Regions from separate parts of the Sus scrofa genome. Here regions 2, 3, 4, 5, 6 and 7 are each linked to region 1. The links are chromatin contacts, called in public Hi-C maps. All regions are on one chromosome and are shown on one strand. Each heading gives the region's core, a stretch centred on a gene start, on an enhancer-like site or on the middle of the called end of the contact. The rest is flanking DNA. Distances are from core to core; before and after follow the strand shown.

What was found. Hi-C and Micro-C count contacts between places; a contact is called where the count stands out from the background.
Region 2: a Hi-C map of liver shows a contact between it and region 1, with 6 times the contacts expected there. The contact joins the promoter of UTP11 here to the promoter of C6H1orf109 in region 1. A contact is called at or near these places in 2 of 5 promoter capture datasets (fetal liver and liver), 2 of 47 Hi-C or Micro-C datasets (embryonic fibroblasts and liver) and 1 of 2 datasets of contacts at active chromatin or transcription factors (alveolar macrophages).
Region 3: a contact with region 1 is called in a Hi-C map of retroperitoneal adipose tissue, with 1.7 times the contacts expected there. The contact joins the enhancer-like site here to the promoter of C6H1orf109 in region 1. A contact is called at or near these places in 6 of 47 Hi-C or Micro-C datasets (alveolar macrophages, fetal liver, heart right ventricle and 3 more) and 1 of 2 datasets of contacts at active chromatin or transcription factors (alveolar macrophages).
Region 4: a contact with region 1 is called in a Hi-C map of embryonic fibroblasts, with 2.7 times the contacts expected there. The contact joins the promoter of INPP5B here to the promoter of C6H1orf109 in region 1. A contact is called at or near these places in 2 of 47 Hi-C or Micro-C datasets (embryonic fibroblasts and liver) and 1 of 2 datasets of contacts at active chromatin or transcription factors (alveolar macrophages).
Region 5: a contact with region 1 is called in a Hi-C map of skeletal muscle, with 3 times the contacts expected there. The contact joins the promoter of MEAF6 here to the promoter of C6H1orf109 in region 1. A contact is called at or near these places in 4 of 47 Hi-C or Micro-C datasets (heart right ventricle, liver and skeletal muscle) and 1 of 2 datasets of contacts at active chromatin or transcription factors (alveolar macrophages).
Region 6: a Hi-C map of embryonic fibroblasts shows a contact between it and region 1, with 4 times the contacts expected there. The contact joins the promoter of MTF1 here to the promoter of C6H1orf109 in region 1. A contact is called at or near these places in 2 of 5 promoter capture datasets (fetal liver and liver), 10 of 47 Hi-C or Micro-C datasets (alveolar macrophages, embryonic fibroblasts, heart right ventricle and 4 more) and 1 of 2 datasets of contacts at active chromatin or transcription factors (alveolar macrophages).
Region 7: a Hi-C map of liver shows a contact between it and region 1, with 6 times the contacts expected there. The contact joins the promoter of DNALI1 here to the promoter of C6H1orf109 in region 1. A contact is called at or near these places in 3 of 5 promoter capture datasets (fetal liver, fetal skeletal muscle and liver), 19 of 47 Hi-C or Micro-C datasets (adipocytes, alveolar macrophages, embryonic fibroblasts and 10 more) and 2 of 2 datasets of contacts at active chromatin or transcription factors (alveolar macrophages and skeletal muscle).

The regions. Positions count from the first base shown.
Region 1 is chr6:93,748,960-93,752,159 of Sscrofa11.1, reverse strand. It overlaps C6H1orf109, which reads left to right and starts at 1,564. Exons shown (of 5, transcript XM_021095972.1): 1 at 1,564-1,863; 2 at 2,039-2,316. The coding sequence starts at 2,042. CDCA8 (borealin) reads right to left here and starts at 1,466. Exons shown (of 11, transcript XM_021095971.1): 1 at 1,316-1,466; 2 at 1,042-1,154; 3 at 775-903. The coding sequence starts at 1,138.
Region 2 is chr6:93,991,954-93,995,153 of Sscrofa11.1, reverse strand. It overlaps UTP11 (UTP11, small subunit processome component homolog (S. cerevisiae)), which reads right to left and starts at 1,468. Exons shown (of 8, transcript NM_001244742.1): 1 at 1,389-1,468. The coding sequence starts at 1,451.
Region 3 is chr6:93,523,516-93,526,715 of Sscrofa11.1, reverse strand. No RefSeq gene overlaps it. Among named protein-coding and RNA genes, the nearest start is that of ZC3H12A, 16 kb to the left of the region's middle. Within about 2 kb of position 1,700, at least 17 of the 83 cell types and tissues checked have an H3K27ac peak or open chromatin away from gene starts, as enhancers often do. A contact at or near this core is called in alveolar macrophages, omental adipose tissue, retroperitoneal adipose tissue and 1 more, where this site is marked.
Region 4 is chr6:93,942,970-93,946,169 of Sscrofa11.1, reverse strand. It overlaps INPP5B (type II inositol 1,4,5-trisphosphate 5-phosphatase), which reads left to right and starts at 1,772. Exons shown (of 25, transcript XM_021095974.1): 1 at 1,772-1,895; 2 at 2,599-2,682. The coding sequence starts at 2,626. The region is part of intron 2 of LOC106510652 (a long non-coding RNA gene); the gene reads right to left.
Region 5 is chr6:93,587,257-93,590,456 of Sscrofa11.1, reverse strand. MEAF6 (MYST/Esa1 associated factor 6) reads left to right here and starts at 1,475. Exons shown (of 7, transcript NM_001243456.1): 1 at 1,475-1,565; 2 at 3,004-3,119. The coding sequence starts at 1,476.
Region 6 is chr6:93,882,718-93,885,917 of Sscrofa11.1, reverse strand. It overlaps MTF1 (metal regulatory transcription factor 1), which reads left to right and starts at 1,514. Exons shown (of 11, transcript NM_001243544.1): 1 at 1,514-1,598. It overlaps INPP5B (type II inositol 1,4,5-trisphosphate 5-phosphatase), which reads left to right. Exons shown (of 25, transcript XM_021095974.1): 25 at 1-447.
Region 7 is chr6:93,610,652-93,613,851 of Sscrofa11.1, reverse strand. DNALI1 (axonemal dynein light intermediate polypeptide 1) reads right to left here and starts at 1,589. Exons shown (of 7, transcript XM_003361926.3): 1 at 883-1,589; 2 at 767-881; 3 at 100-245. The coding sequence starts at 911. SNIP1 (smad nuclear-interacting protein 1) reads left to right here and starts at 1,683. Exons shown (of 4, transcript XM_021095969.1): 1 at 1,683-1,999. The coding sequence starts at 1,776.

The DNA of each region.
Region 1 (3,200 bases), core at 315-2,814:
GATTTATTCATTTATTTTGTTGCCTCTTTTAGGGCTGCACCCATGGCATATGGAAGTTCCCAGGCTAGAAATCGATTTGGAGCTGCAGCTGCTGGCCTACGCCACAGCCATAGCCATGCAGGATCTGAGTCCTGTCTTCAACCTACACCACAGCTCATGGCAACACCAATCCTTAACCCACTGAGTGGGGCCAGGGATCCAAACTGCATCCTCATGGATACTAGTCAGATTCGTTACCACTGAGCCACAGTGGGAACTCCCTGATCTGCCCATTTTAAAACTGGCAATTTCCATAAGCAGAAGGACCTGCTTGGGGTTATCCTTCCACCTGAGCTCTGGTAACAGACCAAGTTATTCATTTGTTTGTTTTTAAATGGTTGGATCAAAAAAAAAAAATCTTATAATGTGAATCCACATTTTAGTATGTCCATAAATACATGTTTATTGGAATACAGCTGTGCCCATTCATTACAGCTGTTTCGGAACTATCACAGCAGAGATGAGTAGTTTTCAATGAGAACCATTTGGCCCATAAAGCCTAAAATATTTACTACCCGATTCTGTAGAGAAAATGTTTGTTTGCCTACCTGCACAAGTAGATGAGGTTAAAAGCAAAGGAGAAAAATAAAGCAAGGCAGTGAGACAGAGTGGGGATGGGTAAGGTTGCAGTTTCCTACAGGGATCTTGGACGACTTCAGGATGAAGATGAAGGCTGTCATTGGAACCACAGAAGGGCTCCAGGTCGAGGCCTGGGGAAACTCTAGCAGCTCTTACCGAAGTACTCGAGCCAGTTCATCTCGCGCAGTGCCTTGGGGAGTCGCAGGATCTCGATGTTGTACAGGTTATCCATCTCCTTGAGGAGGTTCTGCCTGTCTGACTGAATTTGCTTGGATCGTATTTGCACTGCAAGAGGGCAGAGCGGACAAGACGTGGGTCACCAGTGGGCAAACGGGGCCTGGAATCCGTGCGGCCTGCGCCCCAACCCGCCAGCACCCCGCGATTGTCCCAGATGCCAGCGACCTCCCGGGCTCCGCCCCTTACCTTCACGGTCGAAGTCTTTAAGAAAGGAAGCGAGCTTTCGGCTCCGTAGCGAGTTGTTCTTGGCCACCCGACTGCCGCCTTTCCTAGCCGGAGCCATGGCACTTCGCTGGAGACTGCGGGGAGAGAGGGGCCAAGCCAAAGGGTGTCAGCGGCGGAGAAAGGGAGGGAAAGGGGGCCGCGAAGGAGCAGGAGAGGGCGGAGGACACCCCAGGGGGGTTGGAAGGGGACCCCTGCCCTTCCCGGCATGAGCATAAACGATTCGCGAGGCACTCACCTGTGGGCCCCGGTAATAGGGGCTGAGAAAACCCTGGCTGCTTCAGCTGAGAGGGAGCGGCTCCGGGACTAACCGGACGTGCGACCGCCGCCACCAAATTCAAACTGCCACAAGCTGACCAATGAGAAGCCGCCGTCTTAGAGGGTCCCACAACAGCCAATCGCAGGGACGCTCTGCGATCGGCCAGTCAATTCACACGCAGGACTACAGCACCCAGAAGTCATTGCAGTTTGACGGCATATTTTCGCGACTCTGTAGCCACGTTGGGGCATGCGCAAAGAGAGTCCCTAAGGCTCTTGAGGGCCTAGAGAGGTCCTCAGACTTTAACTGCCTTAGCTTTAACTTTTGCCGCTGGTTTAGGGAAGGCGAGCCGTAACTTCATGGAGAGGAGACAAGGTTCGGGTTCAGGAAACTCGAGACGGCCCGGGAAACCCACAGTCTGAAACAGAAAACTACCCGAAGCCGGATGAGCCTCCTGCGAGGAATAGTCAAGAAATCTTTCCCGAGGTGGGAAATAAGGGTCCTGCCTTCCGAGAGCCTGTGTAAAGGTAAGACAACCCCTCACTCTAGAAACTCCCGTCGGGAGGGATAGACAGCTACCTGAGGAAACCCTGGGTTAGCTGGACCTCACTTGAGAACGGAAATAACTCCTACCGACTTGGTACTTCCCCTACCGACTTGGGACTCTAGGGCTGTGTCTTTTTTTTTTTTTTCCTCCCACAGAAGATGACTCAAGTTGGGCCTTTGCTTGCCGTGCAGGAGGCCCTAAGGAAGTGCTTTCTCGTGGTGGAGGAGCAGCAAGGCCTGTGGCAGAGCGTTCTTAAGGACTGCCCGCCGCTCCTGGCCTCCCTCAGTAACCTGGCAGAGCAGCTGCAGGCCGCACAAAATCTGCGATTTGAAGATGTGCCGGCACTTCGGGCCTTCCCAGACTTACAGGAGCGGCTGAGACGCAAGCAGCTGGCGGCTGGTGACATTGTCCTGGACAAGCTAGAGGAGAGGCTGTAAGAGGTTTAGTGGCTCTGTTCTTGGTGGAAAGATTTTAAAGCTAGGTGTTTAGAAAACTAGGATCAGTTAGAAGGATGTTTTTCTCCTTACTTGAGAGCTTTGTATTTGGGGATGTGTCAACCTTACGTGCTTTTCATCTGTTGCAATGGGACCTCTGTCAAAAAGCCACTTTCTGACATTTCTTTTGTCAGGCTAGGGGTGGCAATGGTGGACTTCGTAAAAGTTACCAAAGCAGAACAGAAAAACAGTGGAGAAAGCTTATTAGCCCTCCTCTGTAAGTTTTTCTTTGGTAAAAAGCAGCAAAGAGCTGTACTATAAACTTAGTGGGTGCCAGAGCTGAGGGTTTTACGTCCATTATCCGTAAAATCTTTTCTGCACCTCTATGACTTAACCTCACTTAATCTCATTTTTCCGGTGAGGCAGCTGAGGCCCAAGCAGATTGCCTGTGGTCCTGCAATTAGTAAATGGTAAAGCTGGGATTCTCATCCAAGTGTATCTGACACCAAGGCCGGAGCTCTTAACCACTACTTTGTTCTGCTGTACATTGGTGTGTCTGTGCCAGGAGTGGTACCCCTCTAAGCTCTCGTTATGCCTAGTGTTAGACTCTCTGGCTTCGAGTTATAGGTAATTGAGGATAGAGGAGAGACAGGGAACTTATGGCCTTTCCTTGACCAGGACAAAAGAAGGTTCTAGTGTATAGAGTCTGTGCTGTTAACTAATAGGAGACTGTCAAAGATGAGTGCCTTCTTGGTATTCATTTGTTTAAAAAAAATTTTATTAACAGCCTATAGGAGAGTTCCTGTTGTGACTCAGTGGATTAAGGACCCAGTGTTGTCTCTGTGAGGATGTGAGTTCAATCCCTGGCCTCACTCGGGGGGTT
Region 2 (3,200 bases), core at 219-2,718, 240 kb before region 1:
CTCATCAGGCATTGTTTATATAAAGCTGCTGCTTTATCCAACTTTTAGTAGCCTCTGGATTCAAAACACTTGGTCTGATTCCTGGCTTTGCCAATTGCCAGCTACAGCTGTATGTCTTTGGGCAAATTTCTTAACCTGAGTCTTAGCTTCCCCATTGCAAATATAAAAAAAAATAGTACCTACTTCCACACACACTTGAAAGCTAAATGTGATTAGAAAAGCAAAGCATTTTGCACTTTGGCTCCCACACACAGTAAGCACTTCTAGGTGTTTTTACTTTTAGATAGGTCCACACATAGGTGCAAAGAAGTTGGCAAATTACACTACTCCCAGCACACCGCTGAGCACACAGCAAGTGCACAACAAATGTCGGATAAATACGATAAAGCAGTAAGATGGAACTGTGGTTGGGAGGCCTTACTTCCATTCCACTCATCAGTGGTACAACTTTAGACATATCCTTCTCTCTCTCTTCCCCATCTTATAAAATGAAGTTGGACCAGATACCCTACAGACCTTTCTGAATTGGATATTGTGTGATTCCTGAGAGCACTAGAATAAATTGATTCTGCATATACTAAGCAAATTTCTACTCAACCCTCCCACACAGGCACATCCACCAAAGACGTCCTACAACTCTTTACTAGGCCTGAATTTGGTGTTTCTGATCGGGCAAATCAGTTTCACTCTTTGGACCTCAGTTTATTCATCTGTGTAACGGGGATGAAAAACACCAACACTACATGGTGAGACAGAAACAAAAAGCGTATGTGATAAATCTTCATTGACCCCAAGGCCCAGGCATGATGATGGTATCACATTAAGAACACCAATCTCAGAGTTCCCTGATGGCTCAGCAAATTAAAGATGGGGTGTTGTCACTGCTACGGCACAGGTTCCATACGTGGCCCGGGAACTTCCGGAAGCGGGGCGGAAGGCCGGAAAAAAAGGAAGAAGAAAAAAAAAAACCAATTCTGCACACGCAGTGGGCACAGCTGAGCATCTTTAGATGTGGGCACTTACTGTGTGAACTTTGACCTCAGCTTCCCCGGAAAAAAAAAAGCACTTTACAAACAGCATCTCATTTAACTACTTCATTGAAAACTCGCAAGATAGCTTTGATTATCCCCAAAGTATGAGGACAGCCGCGTTCTTCCTAGAGAGAACTACAACCTCCTCCTCCTCCTCTCTCCTCTCCGAACCGCGAGCCTCGAACCACGAGCCTCGGTCCCAGCTACGCCAGCGTCATTAGCATATATTTGCAGGTATTTACACGTAGCATCTCTGCATAGAAAAGGCCAAGACCCACAGGTAAAACGGAGTAGGTTTGCGACGAGGATAGCACACGGGCCCACAGGCCAGCGCTAGTGGGGACTATGCGGTCCTACCTGGCTTCGCTCTCGGTGTTCCCGCTGCCGGGATTTAGCCGCCTTCCGAAAAGCCGCCGCCATGTCGGCTCGCTTCTGGAACAGCGCAGTAGGCAACACAGGTTCCTCACCGGATCAGCCGCCGTTTCTACAGATCCTACCGGAAATAGGCCAAGCCGCCGGCGGCTTAGGACCGCCTACTTCTTCTCGGCAGCGTATCCAGAGCCTGCCCTTCAGGAAGTACGTCATGGAGCAAAGGCGCCCTCCCCAAGCTGTTTCTGGGAAGTGTAGTTCCTTAGGTCTAGTCTCATAACTCTACGACAGCCAGTTTGGTTCGCCAGACCTTGGTCCACGTGTACTGGACTTCACACTCGGTTGTGGGTCGGTACCTGGAAACAAGCGGCAGGCACTGCCCTAGGGCCGAGCTGGACCTGTGTGCGCCTGCTCAGTCTCATACGCCTCTTCATTTGACGTATTTACGCGGTGCGTTTAAAGCTAGGACCCCCATGAATTTTCCCCGTGTACCAGAGAAAGCTTTCTACAAGGAGACAGCGACCTTAAAGTCATGTCTGGCTCTGCCAGTTACTGGCTATGTGACTTTGGACAGGTCGCTTGACTTTAATGAACATCGTTTTTCTCATCTATAAAGCAAGGATAATAATAGCATGCACTGCTTGCCTCATAGGGCGGTCAAAGAGCTCATAGTTGAACGAAGGAGTCATATCATGGCATTAATTACAGAGTTCTAAGTCTCTCACACCCTCAAGGTGTGGCTGACAGAATGAGTGTCAGAGGCAGTACCATGTAATGATTAGGACCATAAACCACGGAGGTGTGTTCTGATCCTAACTGTTAGCAGCCAAAACAAAGTTAGCTTCACTGAACCTTATCTCCCATCTGTAAAATGGAGGTAATAATACTATACTACAGGATTGTTGTGAGAATAAAATGTTTAAATGTTTAAAGTCCTTAATACTCTGTTCGCCCATTAGTAAGTTCACAATTTATTGGACCTATTATTGTTATTATTGTTGTAATACTAAACATACTTGTAAGGATAGATAGAGAGTTGGGCACAGCGGAGCATTCCAGGGGCATTTGGCTTCTTTTCCACCATGTGAAGTTAACCTTTAGCAAGTTCTGTAATTGCATCTGCGTCTTTTTTATTTTATTTGTTTATTTATTTATTTTTGCTTTTTAGGGCTGCATCCATGGCATATGGAATTTCTCAGGCTAGAGGTCCAATCCAAGCTACAGCTGCCAGCCTACACCACAGCCACAGCAATGCTGTAGGATCCAAGCTGCATCTGTGACCTACACCACAGCTCAGAGCAACACCGGATACTTAACCCACTGAGCAAGGTCAGGGATTGAACATGTGTCCTCATGGATACTAGTCCAGTTCGTTACCGCTAAGCTACAACGGGAACTCTGCACCTGTGTCTCTTGACAGGGCTCAACCCTGCAGCTGAAGAACTCTGGGGAAATCCTTTTCTCAGTCCCCAGAGGTGCAAATCCAGTAAACCAGTGGGCATGTAAAAGCTGAAAGTCGGTGAGATCTGCTGTGGAAGAAGTTTTTCCTGCTTCTCAATCTGAGCCTTGCCCAACTAGGACCAAACACAGTAACAAAATTGCATCTCATTTGTTACTTAACCATTAAAAGACAAGAACCTTCATGATCTGGCCCACGCCCACCTTTCCAACCTCATCTCTTTTAAGAAGCCCAGGAGTTCTCCTATGCTGCAGCAGGTTAAGGATCCGGCATTCTCATTGCAGCAGCTCGTGTTGCTACTGTGGTGTGGGTTCAGTCCTGGCCTGGGAACTTACATATGT
Region 3 (3,200 bases), core at 451-2,950, 230 kb after region 1:
GGGTGGAACATAGACAGGTAAGGATGGGTAGAGGGCGATTCCACTGCTGCCCCCATCCCACCCCACTTGGCAAAGTCATCTTCCTTCAACACTCAGCTTGCCTCTTCTCACAACAGTTCCTGATGCCCCCTGAGAGGTCACACTGCCCCCTTGCCTGCAGGTGCTCCCATCAACCCATCCTATAAAGGCAGGATCCAGGCTGTCGTCCCCACTAGGCTGTTGGACTCCATCCGGACTCTCTCTCAACCCCCGAGAGCTGCCCAGCACGTCACTGGTGCTCAGTGCATGTTTGATGACTTCGGTTGATTTGGGAATGGCTCCAGGTCCTCCTTGGCTTTTTATTTTATTTTACTTTAGTCTTTTTGCCTTTTCTAGGGCCACTCCCTTGGCATATGGAGGTTCCTAGGCTAGGGGTCTAATCAGAGCTGTAGCTGCAGGCCTACACCAGAGTCACAGCAATGCAGGATCCGAGCTGCGTCTGCAACCTACACCACAGCTCAAGGCAACGCTGGATCCTTAACCCACTGAGCAAGGCTAGGGATCAAACCCGCAACGTCATGGTTCTTAGTCGGATTCGTTAACTACTGAGCCACGACGGGAGCTCCCCTCCTTGGCTTTAGAAAGGCCCTGGGCAGGTGGAGAAGGAGTCCTGAGTGGTGGTGATCTGGGCCGTCCCTCCTTGCTCTGAACCCCCTCCTGTCAGACGGATTCCTCAGGCAGGGTTACCCCCTCCCTTCATTAAGACCCCCTCCTGACTCTGCCTTAGGCTCCCACTTCCAGTCCCCCACTTCCAGTCCGGCCCTCTCCTTGTCTCTGATTTCCCAGGATGCCCCCCCCCAGCCCCCGGTGGCTGCCCTGCTCACCCTGATTGGGCTCTGACACCCACACTGGCTCCCCCATGTGGGGATCCCCCCTCACCCCATTTGTGCTCTGACACCCTGAGCCAGATTCCCACTCAGACCCCTCCTCACTCCACTGTGACACCCCCTCTTGTCTTCTGTGGTTCCCACCCCCATACAGACATCTCCCTTGATTTGCTGGTTTTATCAACTGATGGCTTTTTCAGGGCCACACCCGCAGCACATGGAGGTTCCCAGGCTAGGGGCTGAATCGGAGCCATAGCCACTGGCCTATATCACAGTCACAGGAACATGGGATCCGAGGTGTGTCTATGACCTACACCACAGCTCAGGGCAATGCTGGATCCTTAACCCACTGAGCGAGGCCAGGGATTGAACCTGCGTCCTCGTGGATACTAGTCAGATTCGTTTCTGCTGAGCCATGACAGGAACTCTGAGAAGGCAGCTCTTGTAGACGGAGGGATGAAGCTTGGGGACAGCCATTGCTGCTGCCTGGATGATGGGTATCTGAGGGGGTCTGAGGTGCCTGGGCAGGTGTTGGGGGACTGTGGGAAGCGGGTCAGGGTCTGCAGGACACAGGCTCTGAGTGATAGGACTTCTTCGTGCCAGGGCACCGGGCAGACCACCCCTTCCCCATCTGTGCCCCTTTACGGCTCTCTCTGTCCCCATCTCTGGTCACCTTGAGGAAGAGGACCTGGAAATTCTGCTTTGGTGGCTGAAGCAGATGTCACTGACCTCCTGATGGAACCACCAGATGATCTTTGCAACCACGGGTGGAGAGAGTGCTGTGGCTAATCCCTCCACCCCCACTTCCCCAGAGAGAAGAGGAAGTTAAGGATCAGGGGTTGCGTAAATTGCCCTCAGTGGCTCCCGGAATCCCAGACTCCAATCCCAGCATCTTCCGGCCACCGTTGGCCTTTCCCCGGCCTCTCCCCGCCCCGTTTCTTTATCATGCTTTGGAGGTAACGAGCTTCTTGAGTCGGAGCCAAGCTTGAGGTTAGGGCTCAGGGTTAGGACTCTGTAGTCAGACAGAAAGCAGGTCAAGGGGTCAGGAACTTTCCCCCAAACCTCAGGGGCAAGCTCTGAGGCACCTTCATTGGAGTGGGGGATTTGGAGCAGGATGACCATATAATTAGTCATCCAGTTTAGGATACTTTTGAGAATGAAAGGGAGTGCTATTAATAATGACACCATGGCCGTAGTGGTTAATGAATCCAACTAGGAACCATGAGGTTGCGGGTTCGATCCCTGCCCTTGCTTAGTGGGTTAAGGATCCAGCGTTGCCATGAGCTGTGGTGTAGATTGCAGACAAGGCTCGGATCCCGCGTTGCTGTGGCTGTGGCTGTGGCCGGCGGCTATGGCTCCTATTAGACCCTTAGCCTGGGAAACTCCATATGCCATGGGAGCTGCCCAAGAGATGGCAAAAAGACAACAACAACAACAACAACAAAAAGGATGCCATGGCAACAGCTGTGAACAGAGAGGTGAGGTCACTATTAATGGTACCACCTGCCCAGCCCTGTCTCCACCTCCACAGCCTCAGAACCCCCCCAGACCTGGCACAGAACAGCAGCCAGTTACTAGGCAGTTAATGGTGCTGGGCATTCAGCAGAGCTTGTTTGTTTGTTTGTTGGTTGGTTTTGCTTTGTTTTTTGCTTTTTAGGACCGTACCTGTGGCACATGGAGGTTCCCAGTCTAGGGGTCAAATTGGAGCTGCAGCTGCCAGCCACAGCCACAGCAATGCAGGATCTGAGCCGTGTCTTCAACCTTACACCACAGGTCATGACAACGCCGGGTACTTAACCCACTGAGCAAGGCCAGGGATCGAACCTTCGTCCTCATGGATGCTAGTCAGATTCGATTACTGCTGAGCCACAACGGGAACTCCAGCAGCAGAGCTTGTTTTATTAGCTCTCCATGACAACATGTGGCTGATCTACTTATTGTTCCCATTATATTTATGGAGAGGCTGAGGCCCAGAAGACTCTTGCCCAAGAAATACGCAGCTGGTGAGTGGTAGGGTTGGGATTTAAATCCAGGGAGTCTGGCTTTCCTTGGGAAGATTATGATAAAAATTTAATGAACTGGTTTGGCCCACAAGAATTGTGCCATGGAATGAGGGTTCCTCAATCTTTCATCAGACCTCTGCGCACCCCATCCCATCACCCCAGTCTCTTGTAGCTGTTTTTTTTTTTTTTTTTTTTTTTTTTTTTTTTTGTCTTTTTGCCATTTCTTGGGCCCACGGCATAGGGAGGTTCTCAGGCTAGGGGTCGAAGCGGAGCTGTAGCTGCTGGCCTACTCCAGAGCCACGGCAACATGGGATCTGAGCCACGTCTGCAA
Region 4 (3,200 bases), core at 523-3,022, 190 kb before region 1:
TGTTTCTGATTCCCTGTATGTTCTCTGGGGACTGGCTGGCTGGCTGGCCTCAGTGACCCCCACCTCCTTTATCTCTAAGGATCTAAATTAATCCCCTTCCCCCTCCCATAGTGTTGAAACCAAATTCTAATCAAATTGAGCTCCATTTATGCTGTGGATATTTCCAGGAAAAGAAGACTGAGAAGAAAGTGATGTCTGTTTCTGCAAGAGGTTTACATGTACAAACCTGAACTGGTCACTAAGGCAGCAACCCTCAGCTTAGGGCAAGAGGAGGGAAGATGGGTTAGAAATCACGTGGTCAGAGTTCCCACTGTGGCTCGGTGGATTAAGGACCTGACGTTGTCTCTCTGAGGATGTGGGTTCAATCCCTCGCCTGGCTCAGTGGGTTAAGGATCCAGCATTGCAGTAAGCTGTGGCATATGTGACAGACGCAGCTCGGATCCAGCATGGCTGTGGCCTAGGCTCCAGCTGCAGCTCCGATTTGACCTCCATATGCCTCCAAAGAAAAAAGAAGAAAATCGCATGGTCACTTCTTCCCCAGGACTGACCCTTCAGCTTGGCTCAAAGCTTGAGAGAAGGAGTATTTATTAAGGTAATTTGCTAATTCAATAAACATATCCTGAAGGTTACCTGTGTGCCACAAACTACACTGGGGTGAGACTATTGGGGGAGCTTACAGTTTACTCAAATGGCCAATAGGCTGGACTCCCTGATCTGAGCTGGCCCTTTTTGTCCTTATCTTAGGTGGGGAAATCGAGGTCCCAAAGGAGGGATGCTTTACCCAGGTGCCTGAGGCCAGGTGAACGAGGGGAAGGGGCTGGAGAACAACAAAGTCAACACTCAGGCTCTCTTGAGAGCCAAGGGACCCCCTTCCCTGACCTCTTTCCTCCCTGAGAAGGAGAGAGGATGGGGTCTCAGCGAAGTACTGTATATGCACAGGGTCACACCCTTTATGAAGCGTTTGTATCCATGAACCTCAAACAGCCCCATGAGGCAGGCAGGACCGGGTGCTGCCATCACAGACACTGCTGAGGCTAAGGGAGGAAATGCACACGTGGCAGTGTTGATGGCAAAGAAGTTGTAATTAGGATTTTTTTTTTTTTTTTTTTTTTTGTCTTTTTAGGGCAGCATCTGTGGCACATGGAAGTTCCTAGTCTAGGGGCTGAATCGGAGCTGTAGCTGCCAGGCTATACCATAGCCACAGTGATGCAGGATTCGAGCTGCGTCTGCAACCTACATCACAGCTCATGGCAATGCCGGATCCTTAACCCACTGACCCAGGCCAAGGATCAAACCTCCATCCTCTTGGATACTAGTCAGATTCATTTCCTCTGAGCCACAATGGGAACTCTGGAATCAGACTTTAAATAGAGGCCCCATTTTGCCACTTTGCTAGCTGCGGTGGGGCCTTGGTCAAATTATGCAACCTGAGCCTCAGTTTCTTCACCTGGAAAATGGGGACTGTGGTTCTTCATAGTGTTGTTCTCCTTTAAGCTAGGTTGGGGTAATTATTTGGGGAGGGAGAGTTCCAGTAGAGGCCAGTGTTGAGAGCTGAGGAGGACACTCAGGAGAAAATGTTGTCCCTTAAAGTGACCATCTTCTTCCTGGGCCCTGGGCAGGAGGTTCTGGCTCCATGACAGAGGGTGGACGGTGAGGCAGGAGCAGTCCTTAGGAAAACGTTGTTGGAATAGGAGCCCATTCTATCCCAGGTCCTAAGGGGTTACCCGGGGCAGGGACAGGAGGGCCCTCCCCTAGGGATTGGCGCGGGCATGCTGGGACTTGCAGGCGGCTGACCAGCCTGTGGCGCAGGGGCTGCTGGGAAATGTAGTCCCTGGCTGGGCCCCGGGGCCGGGCCGCGGTGTTCCGCACCGCCAGCAGCGGTGACAGCTCTAGAGGTAGGTGGCAATGGCAGGGTAGCAGGAGCTGGTGGGAGCAGGGAAGCCAGGCAGGGCTGAGCAGGAGGGACTGGACAACTTGAGGGCCGGGACCCCTGTCCTGAGGCTGTCAGAACCAGACACCCTGGCCTGCGGCTGATGCAATGGGGCCTGCTGGGCTGGGGGAGGGCCAAGGAGCAACGGGACACTTTCCCATCTCCAAGGAAAGGAGCACAGGACTTGTCCAGGCTGAGAGGCTCCTTTTCTGAGAGGAACAGGGTTTCTCCACAACCCCATGGAGATACCCCTCTGACACCTCCCTGAGAGGTGCCAGCAGGACTCATTCTGCTCCCCCAAAAGAGAGGCAGAGCTCCATCCCAGGAGCAGTGGGACAGTGTCCTGCTCTCCAGTAATGGGACAAGGCACCACTCCACATCCGACAAGTAGACTGGACCCCATTTAGAAACGCTTGGATGCCCTTCCAGACAAAGGGTGGTACAGCACATTGTACCTCCCACCAGAGGCAAAGGTTTGGCCCCTCTCCCTAGAAACTAAGAGGTCCATTCTAGAGGGGAGGGGCGGGGAGGAGGAGGGAGAGGATCCGGCCTCCTCCACCCTCTCCCAGCACAAAAGCCCCTCCTCCCTGCCCCCAGCCCTCGGAGGCAGCTCCATCACCCACTGGGAGACTTGTTGACTTAAGGAGCCCCCGTTTGCCCTCCCCCAGGGTGTGTCTGCTCAGCGGGGGCCCAGCATGGACCAGTCTGTGGCCATCCAGGAGACCCTGGCTGAGGGGGAGTACTGCCTCATCATATCCTGCCTGGCCTTGGCAAGTGGAATGACTGGTGTCCGCACGTGTGTATCTGCTTGCCTCCCTCTCTCTGTGCCATGGGGTCGGGGGGGGTGGGGGTGGGGGGGGGAGGCGGCATGCAGGGAGAAGGAAACCAGCACTTTTTTTTTTTTTTAACTTTAAGGCCTCACCTGCGGCACATGGAAGTTCCCAAGCTAGGGGTCCAATTGGAGCTGCAGATGCCGGCCCATGCCACAGCCACAGCAACACCAGAACTGAGCCATGTGTGCAACCCACACCGCAGCTCACAGCAACGCTGGATCCTTAACCCACTGAGCGAGGCCAGGAATCAAATCCACGTCCTCATGGATACTAGTCGGGTTCATTACTGATGAGCCACGATGGGAACTCCAGAAACCAGCACTTATTAAGCATTTATCCAGTCCCAGACTCTCTGCCAGGTGTTTTACATACTCAGTTATCCTCCTACCTGCTGTGAAGCTGGGAATTATTATCACCATATCACAGATGAGAAAAAG
Region 5 (3,200 bases), core at 226-2,725, 160 kb after region 1:
ACTTTAAAAATCCCAAAGAGGAGTTCCTGTTGTGGCTCAATGGAAACAAGTCTGACTAGTAACCATGAGGATGCAGGTTTGACCCCTGGCCACGCTCAGGCGTCATGAACTGTGGTGTAGGTTGCAGATATTGCTCAGATCTGGCATTTCTGTGGCGGTGACATAGGCCCATGGCTGCAACTCTGATTAGACCCCCTAGCCTGAGAACCTCCATATGCTGCATGTGCAGCCCTAACAACAACAACAAAAATCCCACAGAATCTACCAAAAAACCTAGAATCAATAAGAGAGTTCAGCGAGACCCTGGGTTACAAGATCAACATGTAACAGAATGCAGTAGAGAGAGAAAAAAAAAAGGATTCTTAAATTTAATCTGAATTCTAGAAGGAGAGAGAAACTGAGGTAGAGGATATCCTAGGAAAGATAGCTGAATTTCCCAGAACTGGTGAAAGTACAAATACACAGACTGAAGAAACACAGAGACTTTCAAAGCAAAGCAAAAAGAAAGCAAGAAAGAAGGAAAGCAGGCAAGCAAGCAAGCAAAATGGAAAAAAAAAATCCTACCTGGATTTCTAATGAAATTGCAGAACCCTGAAAAATGGAGAGGAGAAATAAACAGGGGGGAGATGAAAACAAAGTTAACAATATCAGGCTTAATGATTTGACTTAAGTAGTGCTTACTTGCCAAGCACTTACCTTAAGTGATTAATTCCTTATGGAAATTGTATTAGGTAGGAGCTATTATTACTTCCATTTTATAGAGGAGGAAATTGAGCCAAGTGAAATTGAGTTACCTGCCCAGGGTGGGACAGCTTATCAATGGTAGAGGTAGAATTTTGAACTAGGTAGTTAGTTTGTGTCATTAACCACCACACATGTTTGTCTCTCTAAAGGGCAACGGGAAGTCTTTGAAAGGTTTTAAGCAGGGGAGTAACACATTTGTTTTCCCCAAACAAATCATCCTGGCACCACTGTGAATAATGGATTAAATGGAGCTAAGAGTGGAAACGGGAGCTCCTGGAATAATGTACCTAAAATAGGGAGGGCCTGGATGAACGAAGGAGGTGGCAGACAAAAGAAAATAATTTGCGGGCTCTTCTGCGGTCGAGTCCACAGGAATTGGTTTTGGATTGGATTAAGGGGGTGAAGGAGGGTGAGGATGGTACCCAGGTTTCCGACCTGGGCAATTCGGTGGACAGTGAAAGTCATTCACTGAGGAGACTGCGGATAAGTCTGATTTTGGACACGGTGAATTTGCGGTGTAGAAACGCGGTTAGGACCAAAAGCAGAACCCATCAGTGGGGTTCTTTTGGCAGGGCGCGCGCACGCGCGCGCGCGCGGGAGTTCTGCGCGGCGGGGCTCCCCTCCGGAAGTCGCCTGCGCAGGCGCAGTGCAGAGGCGGGCGCCCCCTGGCGGGCGGCGGCGCGCTAGGACCGCCCCCAGCCTGGCGCCGCTGCCGCCCGCCTCAGCCCAACATGGCGATGCACAACAAGGCGGCGCCGCCGCAGATCCCGGACACCCGGCGGGAGCTGGCAGAGCTCGTGAAGCGGAAGCAGGAGCTGGCGGTGAGGGCTAGCACCGGGGGGCGCCCGGGTGGGGACCCCGTGCCTGCCCCTGCCTCCAGACCCCGGCTCCGCCGCGCCGGGCGGTTCGTTACTCGGTGGGCGCAGCGCGGCGCCCGGGAGTCCGGCGGCCTGAGGACGGCTGCGCAGTGCGCGGCCCGCCGGCGCCTCGGCTTCCAGGCGGTGCAGATCCGGAGCCGGGAGCCTGGGCTGGGGGCGGGGCGCGGAGCCGGGGAGGGGGAGGGGGACTAGGCGGGCGGGGGCGTGGAGGAAGGATGGCGCCAGGGGGTGGGGGCTTCTGTGCTGCAGCCCTGCTAAAGCGAGTAACCGTGAGCTCTGCGGGGTAGGCGAGGGCGAGCGGGTCCATGATCTTTAAGGAGTGCGGGGCGGGCGGATCGGTGGGCTGTAGATTGGTCCGGGCTTGCTGGTGGGCTTTAGGTGGGGTGGTGGGGTAGGAGGCGAGTGTGGGAGGGACACTCACACATCCTGCCTGGTCTTTGGAGGATGGAGGGTCTCGTCCTTTTGGGGACTAGGAGTAGATCCGTTAGATGGGGTTTTTGATGGGCAGGGATGTGATGTGTTTGGGAACATCTTAGGAGGTGACAGGCGAGGGGAGCGGACTCGGTTAGGGAATTAAGAATTGTGACACGCAGCCCGGGTCCCTTGGACCGTGGCGGCTAAGCCCTCCCTCCCCTCGCGTTTTGGCTTGGGCACCGGGAGGCCCATCTCACCTGAAGCTGCCCTTCCAGGTTTCCATAGCAACCGGCAGCCCAGTGCTGGCGGCCTTTCGGAGCCTACGGGGAGGGGAGCCAGTTGGCGCTGGAAGGCTGCTTACCCTTCCCTCTCCTGGTAGCAGTACCTTTTATGCGTGGGAGTGGAGACTGCTCTTTTTTTTCCTCCGCCCGGGTTCTTGACAGCTGGGTTTCCACGAAGCCTCTGAGTATATACAAACTTTTGTACATTTTTCTGGGGACAGGCTCTCTCTATTCCATTCTGTCCTCAAGGGATACAAGACAGGTATAGACTGCCTTAGTGTGAAACACCCTGCCCCTGCCCGTGTCATTCCTCCCTCCGCAAGGCTGGTTTGGTGTAGTTGAGCTTGAATTTATAAGTCTGATATAGACTTCAATTTGGGAGTTCCTGTCGCGGCTCAGCGGAAACGAATCTGACTAGTACCATTAGGATGCGGGTTGGATCCCTGGCCTCACTCCGTGGGTTAAGGATCCGGTGTTGCCTGAGCTGTGGTGTAGGTTGCAGACTTCGGCTGGAATCCTGAGTTGCTGTGGCGTAGGACAGCGGCTGTAACTCTGATTCGACCCCTAGCCTGGGAACTTCCAAATGCCTCAGGTGTGGCCCTTAAAAAAAAAAAAAGTTCATTTTGGTTAGGCTTAATGCAAGCATGTAAAAGGTATTAACCACTTCCTTATTTTTCGTCACTCAGGAAACACTGGCAAACTTAGAGAGACAGATCTATGCTTTTGAAGGAAGCTACCTGGAAGACACTCAGATGTATGGCAATATTATTCGTGGCTGGGATCGGTATCTGACCAACCAAAAGTGAGTGTCAAGCCTGTAGTATTTGTATGATGTCCTTGTAATATTTGTGCTTAGGACTGGGTAATTTCTTGGTAGTGGCTT
Region 6 (3,200 bases), core at 265-2,764, 130 kb before region 1:
TTTTTAATGTTTAAACAACTGTACTTCATGTGCTCACTCTGCCTGCCTCCAGGGCATACAGTGCCTTCCCTGTAGCTTGGGCCCAGCTCCTCACAATCAGATAGCTGAACAAACTTTGGAGTCTGGAAGGATAAATGAGTTGGACACAGGAATGCAAACGGAAGCTGCTGAATAAACAGGTCACAGCCACACCAGATGCCTCCAGCACTCTGTCTGAGGACATGTGTGTATGCATATGCAAACCCTACCCCACTTCCAACTCAAATGTGGCTCACCTCTGGAGCTGGCCACTAAGCCTTTGAGGCCAATACAGTGGCGTGAAAATGAAAATACTGAAGAAATTGTTGTTCTGGTGAAACAAGTGGAATTTTCTGGCCAACGAATCCTCCAAACTGTATATAATGCATTCCCTCTCTCACATGTGTAATATATTTTAATGATAAATATATTTTTAACAGTGGTGTTTGTTTTTATCTTTTAAGAGGTGGCAGCTCTCAGCAGGTGGAAGTTTGTGGCTTAAGCACTGGGACAGCTGGTCAGGGGCCAGAGAGATATTTGCCTGGCAGTCTGGTGTTAATAGCCACTATTCACATTTTTCAAGCAAGAGAGTACAGGCATGGCTGCAACCCCTTGACCCCTAATCTAGTGTCTAAGGGTTGTCCCACTCTGAATATCCTAGAGAAGTAGCTTAAAAAATAGGCAGTGGCTGCTGAGAAGTTCTGACAGCTACATCTTCCAGGCATTTACAAGTCAGGAGCCGAGTGAAACCTCTTCTTGGAACACCACTACTTACTGTTCCTTGGGAGTGCAAAGTGATTTAGATGTGGGCCAGTAGGATGACAATGTGAAAGGGAATGGCCAGTAGGTGGCGCTGCCTTAGCCTGAGCGCGAGTACCCTGGAAGTCGACAGTCTCTTCAGGGAAAAAAGTTGGAACAAACGGTCTGGACAGGTGGGTGAGGAGGGAGTTGGGCGTCTTAGAGCATGTGAGACGGGGAAGAGGTGGAGGCATCCTCTGGCCAGCCTTGGAATACTCATTTCTGCCTTTGGGGTCCAATCTAATTTTCTTGGGCTCTTCTGCCCATATTAACTTTATTAGGTGAGGAGGGGAAGCTGGGGCCATAGTAGGAGAAATGAGGAATATCACAATTTTACAGGCTTTCCCCTTGCGGTCCCGGCTGGAATTCGGCGGCTGTGGTCCTTCTCGTTGCATTTGTGGCTACCAGGGTGAGGGCAGCGCAAACTGGGTTGAGGTTACTTTGGATTAGTGGTTGGATTAGCGTCCGGTGCCTCTGGAGCGGATCCTCGACTCCGTGAGGAGAGCGGACAAGGCGAGCCTAAGCCCGCGCGGGACAAACACGCTCCGCGAGGTCTCCGCGATGCCCTGCCCCGCCTCTCCCGCTCGCCAATTGGAGGCTCGAGCTCAGCCCCCACACCAGCTAAACCAACCAGAAGCGCCAGGGAGAGGCGGAGCCCATATCTGCTCCTTCCTCCGGAAAGCGGAAGCGGAAGTGACGTTCGGGGAAGGTGGGGGCAATCATGGTGCCGCTGGGGAGGGGAGAAGCTGCTGCCGCCGCCGCTGTTGCCGGGAGCCGCGGAGGTAAAAGGCGAAATTAGACGCGGCCTGGGCTGGGGACTTCCTGGGGGGCGCGGGACTTAGGCTCCCTCCTGAAGCATTTCCCAGTAGGGACCCCAGTCCGGTCACCATAGGGACCCCACCCCTCCTCCGTTTCCATGGGGATGGGTATCCAGCCCCCCTCCCCTGTTTCCATGGAGATCCGGACCCTGCCCCTCTCCGTCCGGCTTGGAGCCCCCCAGCCTGTCTTCGGGTTTTTCCGTGTAGCCCCGGACTGGGGGTTATCCCAGACAGGTTCCTTTTCCCAGCCTCCTCTCAAGGGTGCTTCGTTTGTACTTCTCGTTTGCTACCTTCGAATCTCCTGGTCTTGTTTGTTCCGGACAGTTGGTCTCCGCGTTGCCGCCTGTGGTGCCGGGTCAGCCCAGTGGGGCCCCCGGTACTCTTATCTCTCCTCTCAGATGCAGCGAAATGTGCATCTACCGGGTTGCGTAAGCCAGAGCAAGGGGTCGGGCCGGTTCCTCCCGGATCAGATCCCTTGGCCTGTCTCTGGTAACTACTACTCTGTTTAGCTGCCCTACAGCGTTAAAGGTTCACTTTAATCCAGAGCAGAAGAGAAAGCTAAAGTGCAAAGCCAGACTGAAAACTAAAAGTGATGTGCTAAATATTTTAAAATTCACTCCTCAGTCTCCCAAAGCTACATTTGTAGAACCTGTGTGTTTGCAGGTAAAAGAAGAGTCACTATAAATAAGACTCATCATTCCCTCATTGTAGAAAGGACACTATAAAGCATAGTTACTAGTGGACACCAGATTGTTTTAGGAGAGAAATATATAAAGTGATCTTCACTAGATATGCCTGATTAGGGATCAGCCCCTCTACCCATCTGTTCTTGGAAGGAGGGAACAAATTCACACTTGAGTCCTCCAAGGTTGTCAGACATTGTGCCTTGACATACATAATCTCTTTTACTCTGAACAACAATTTCTTGAGAATAGGAATTACCAGTCTCACCTTACTTGTGAGAAAAACTGAGGCACAGAACATTTACCCCAGTAGTAGTAAGTAGTAGAGCTGGGATTTGTGGGTAGGTGACTCTGCCTCCAAAGCCCTGACTATTCCACCCTAGACTTACTGTCTCATGGTCTGATTTGGGGGATATTTGGGGGGAGTGTCCTTTCTTGAAGATTTATAGCAACTCAGCCTTGAAGCACTTTGCCCTTATTTCCCCTAAAGTTTTTTGGTGTTTTTTTGTTTAGTTTTTTTTGGGGGGGGGCGGTGGCCATACCCACAGCGTGGGGAAGTTACTGGAGCAGGGATCAGACCTGAGCCACAGCAGTGACAACACTGAATCCTTAACTGTTAGGCCACCGGGGAACTCCCTCTTTAAGTATTTTGACCAACCTTCAAAGTGTTTGGCAATACGGCATATTTGGAAGGTCTCATGAATTGCTACTTATTCCTTCCATTAACTTTTTTTTTTTTTTTTTTTGTCTTTTCCAGGCCCGCACCCATGGCATATGGAGGTTCCCAGGCTAGGGGTCTAATTGGAGCTGTAGCCGCCGGCCTACGCCACAGCCATAGCAACACAGAATCGGAGCCAAGTCTGCGACCTACACCATAGCTCAC
Region 7 (3,200 bases), core at 340-2,839, 140 kb after region 1:
ATCCCAGCCAGAAACAGAGACAGGGTGCCTCCTCACACATTCCTAAGTTCTAGGATGCAAAAGTCTGGGCTTCCGCCCAGCCACTGCTTTTTTTTTAACCTTGGCGGCAGAATGGCATTCAAGATTTCTTCTGCCTGCTTTGTAGGATCTGGGACACAGGAAGTTGAGGGGAGCTTGGTCTTCGGTGGCTGTGGGACAGGACCTGAGGGTCCAGGCTGCTGGGGGCTGACTTTCAGTAGCCGAGCCTGAGAAGGAAGGACAAGGTGGGACAGGAGGTGATTTAGACACTCAGCTCCACACACTTTGGCAGGCTTTCACCGGGTCACTCGCATACCTCTCCCCCATTCTCAGATCACTCTTCCTCATTAGAAGTTATGTTTCAGAGCTGAAGGAGGCCATGAAGAATCTCTGGTCCCACCCCAACTCAATGCTTCTATCTCCTTGTGCAGATGTTGCTCAGGCCTTTACTTTCTTACCTTTAGAGATGGGGCCAGTCACTATCAGATCTATCCTTGTACACTACCTGGATAGGGCAGGGAGCCCCATCCATCTCTCTGTGACTTTTTTTCCCATCCTAAATCTGCCCTTAGGATCACCCAACATCTGGGCTTCTTGTACCGCTCTCCCACCCTCCTTGCCTGGTCCTAATTCCCTTTATTCCCAGTCACTGCACCCTCTGTCCCTTGGGACTCCCAATCCTCAAGGCAGGGATCTGTCATTCCCCGTGGGAGTTTCCGAGCTCCCCCATCCTGAGACTCCTCCTTACTTTGGGACTCCGTTTCTCCGTGTTGCGGCTCACCAATACCGGGGTATCATACTTGAGCAGAGAGTCGGCGGGGGGGATCATGGCGGCGGCGAGGGTAGCAGCACAGCAGCGACCCTCCTGTCAGGGCAGTGTTTGCCGTCGCCATGGAAACGTCCTTGACATCCTCATGGCCTGGGCGGGGCTTCGAGGCGGGGCGGGGCCAGCAGCTCGAGAGTTTCTTTCTGCTCAACCTTCGAGGAAAGTTCTCCTGCGTTTAGCTTGTCAAGCCTCCTGCTCACCGGGATCGCCTTAGCACTCTTGGAAGCAGGGGAAACTTGAGTTCTGGATCCCTTCGCTGCGTCCAGCTCACGGTTTGAGTAAGGCGCAGATCACTTTCGCTGATCCTGGATTTTGTCACCCGCAAATGGAATCATTTGACTCCTCAGTGAAGGCTGAGGAAGATTCCCAGAGGAAGGCATTTAAAGTTCCCAGGTTTTAAAAAGAGTTTGCCTTTAATGGAGAAATGGCGACGATTTGCCCGGCCGACGATTTGCCCGGGCTACGATCTGTGATTGCATTTCCTTCTCTTCCCCTTTCCTTCGTATTTCCAAACGTAAATGTCATCACAGTCTGCGCACAATTTTGCATCTTGCTTCTTCCATTTAACAAGTCAGACTTTTTTCCATTTGTCGTATAGTTTGTAAATACCATTGCAAATGGTGACATAATCTCTTTTCTACTGCTGGATGTGTAGTTTGTCCCCATGTTTAGTAACTAGTAATAACGCGTCAACAAACAACCTTGAGAGGAGCTTTTTCCCCCCAATTTGTTTTTGAAACCTAAAACTCCCGCCCCACAGAGTCGGGTCCCTAAGGCCCCGCCCACTCGGGATTCTGATCGCGTTATCCGCCGCGAGGGTTTCTGGGAGAGCGCGCACCCGGAAGCGGAAGTCCAGGACTCAAGTCCGTCATTTCCTTCACGGAGAGGAGCGCGACGGTCCTGTTTTTCCTTGGCTCAGCCGTTTCACAGCATGAAGGAGGTGAAGAGCGAGCGGGAGCGGGGAAGTCGGCGAAGGCACCGGGACGGGGACATGGTGGCGGCGGCGACGGTGGTGGTGAAGCAGGAGCGCCTCAGCCCGGAATCCGCGCCTCCTGTCCATCGCCGTCCGGACTCCTCCGGCGGTAGCCCTTCCCCGCTGGCCGGCGAGTCAGGCCGCCCCGGTCACCGCGGGAACCGAGCTCGAGGAGGTAGCCGGTAAGTGGGAAGCAGCCTGGGGTAGACCTGAGGTCGGGCTTTTTGAGAAAGGGGGACAGGGCTGGCACCAGGAGCACACCTTGAATGCTGAGCGCGGCAGCTTGAATTAATCCTAAGGCGATAGAAGTGACCGGTTGTGAGTGTGTTAACGTTTACTCTGATACCTGTTACTTGCGTTATACCTGGGCGTTAAACGCCTAATGCCTGATGGGCAAGTTCTTGCTCCTTCATCTCTGTGTGCTCAGCATTTCTCCGAGTATGGTCCAGCTGATGACAATGATAGTTTATGTTGAAATGAAAGATTTTTCCCACCTGCCTCCAAATGGGGTTATTTTTTCAGTTATCTGCCCCAAGAAGTTTTCATATCCTGAGCCTAGGTGATCTGTCTGATATTCTGGGGGGAAATTGTCTTTTGCGAACAATTTATTCATTCATTCGACATAGTTTTGTCGAGTACTTATTATGTGCTAAAGACCTCATAGGTTATAAAATAATGTGGAAAATAGCTATGTACAATTTTTTAAAATATAAATGTATATGTGGAATTTGAATCAAACTGTAAAATTATACACAGATAAAACTGAAATAAAGAAAATAATGGGAGTTCCCATTGTACCTCAGCAGTAACGAACTGGACTAGTATTCTTGAGGACTATGAGGATGTAGAATTCATCCCTGGCCTCGATCAGTGGGTTCAGGATCCAGCGTTGCCATAAGCTGCATTGTAGGTCGAAGATGCGGCTCTGATCCTGTGTTGCTATGGCTGTGGCGTAGGCCAGCAGCTGTGGCTCTGATTTGACCCCTAGCCTGGGAACTTCCATATGCTAAGGGTGTGGCCCTAAAAAGACAAAAAAAAAAAAAAAAAAAAAAAGGAAGAAAGAAAGAAAAAGAAAAGAAAATATGAGGCAGGCAGGCAGGCCGTCCTGGGTATTGGGGTGGAAAGAATGAGCATGATAGATGATCTCTACCCTGGTGAAACTGAGATGCTCTAGCCCTGAGACAGAATAACAAGGAAATAAAGAAAATAATTTGTTAGTAACAAGTACTAGGGATAGGTTAAGACAGTAATGTCATAGAGAGTGGAGAGAAGTGGTTCTCTGTGAAAAGTCTGCCACTTGACCTGAAACCTGATTGATAAAAATAATCCAGGCTTGTAAAGATCTAATCAGAGAAAACAAGCAGTGCAAAGATCCTGAAGTGG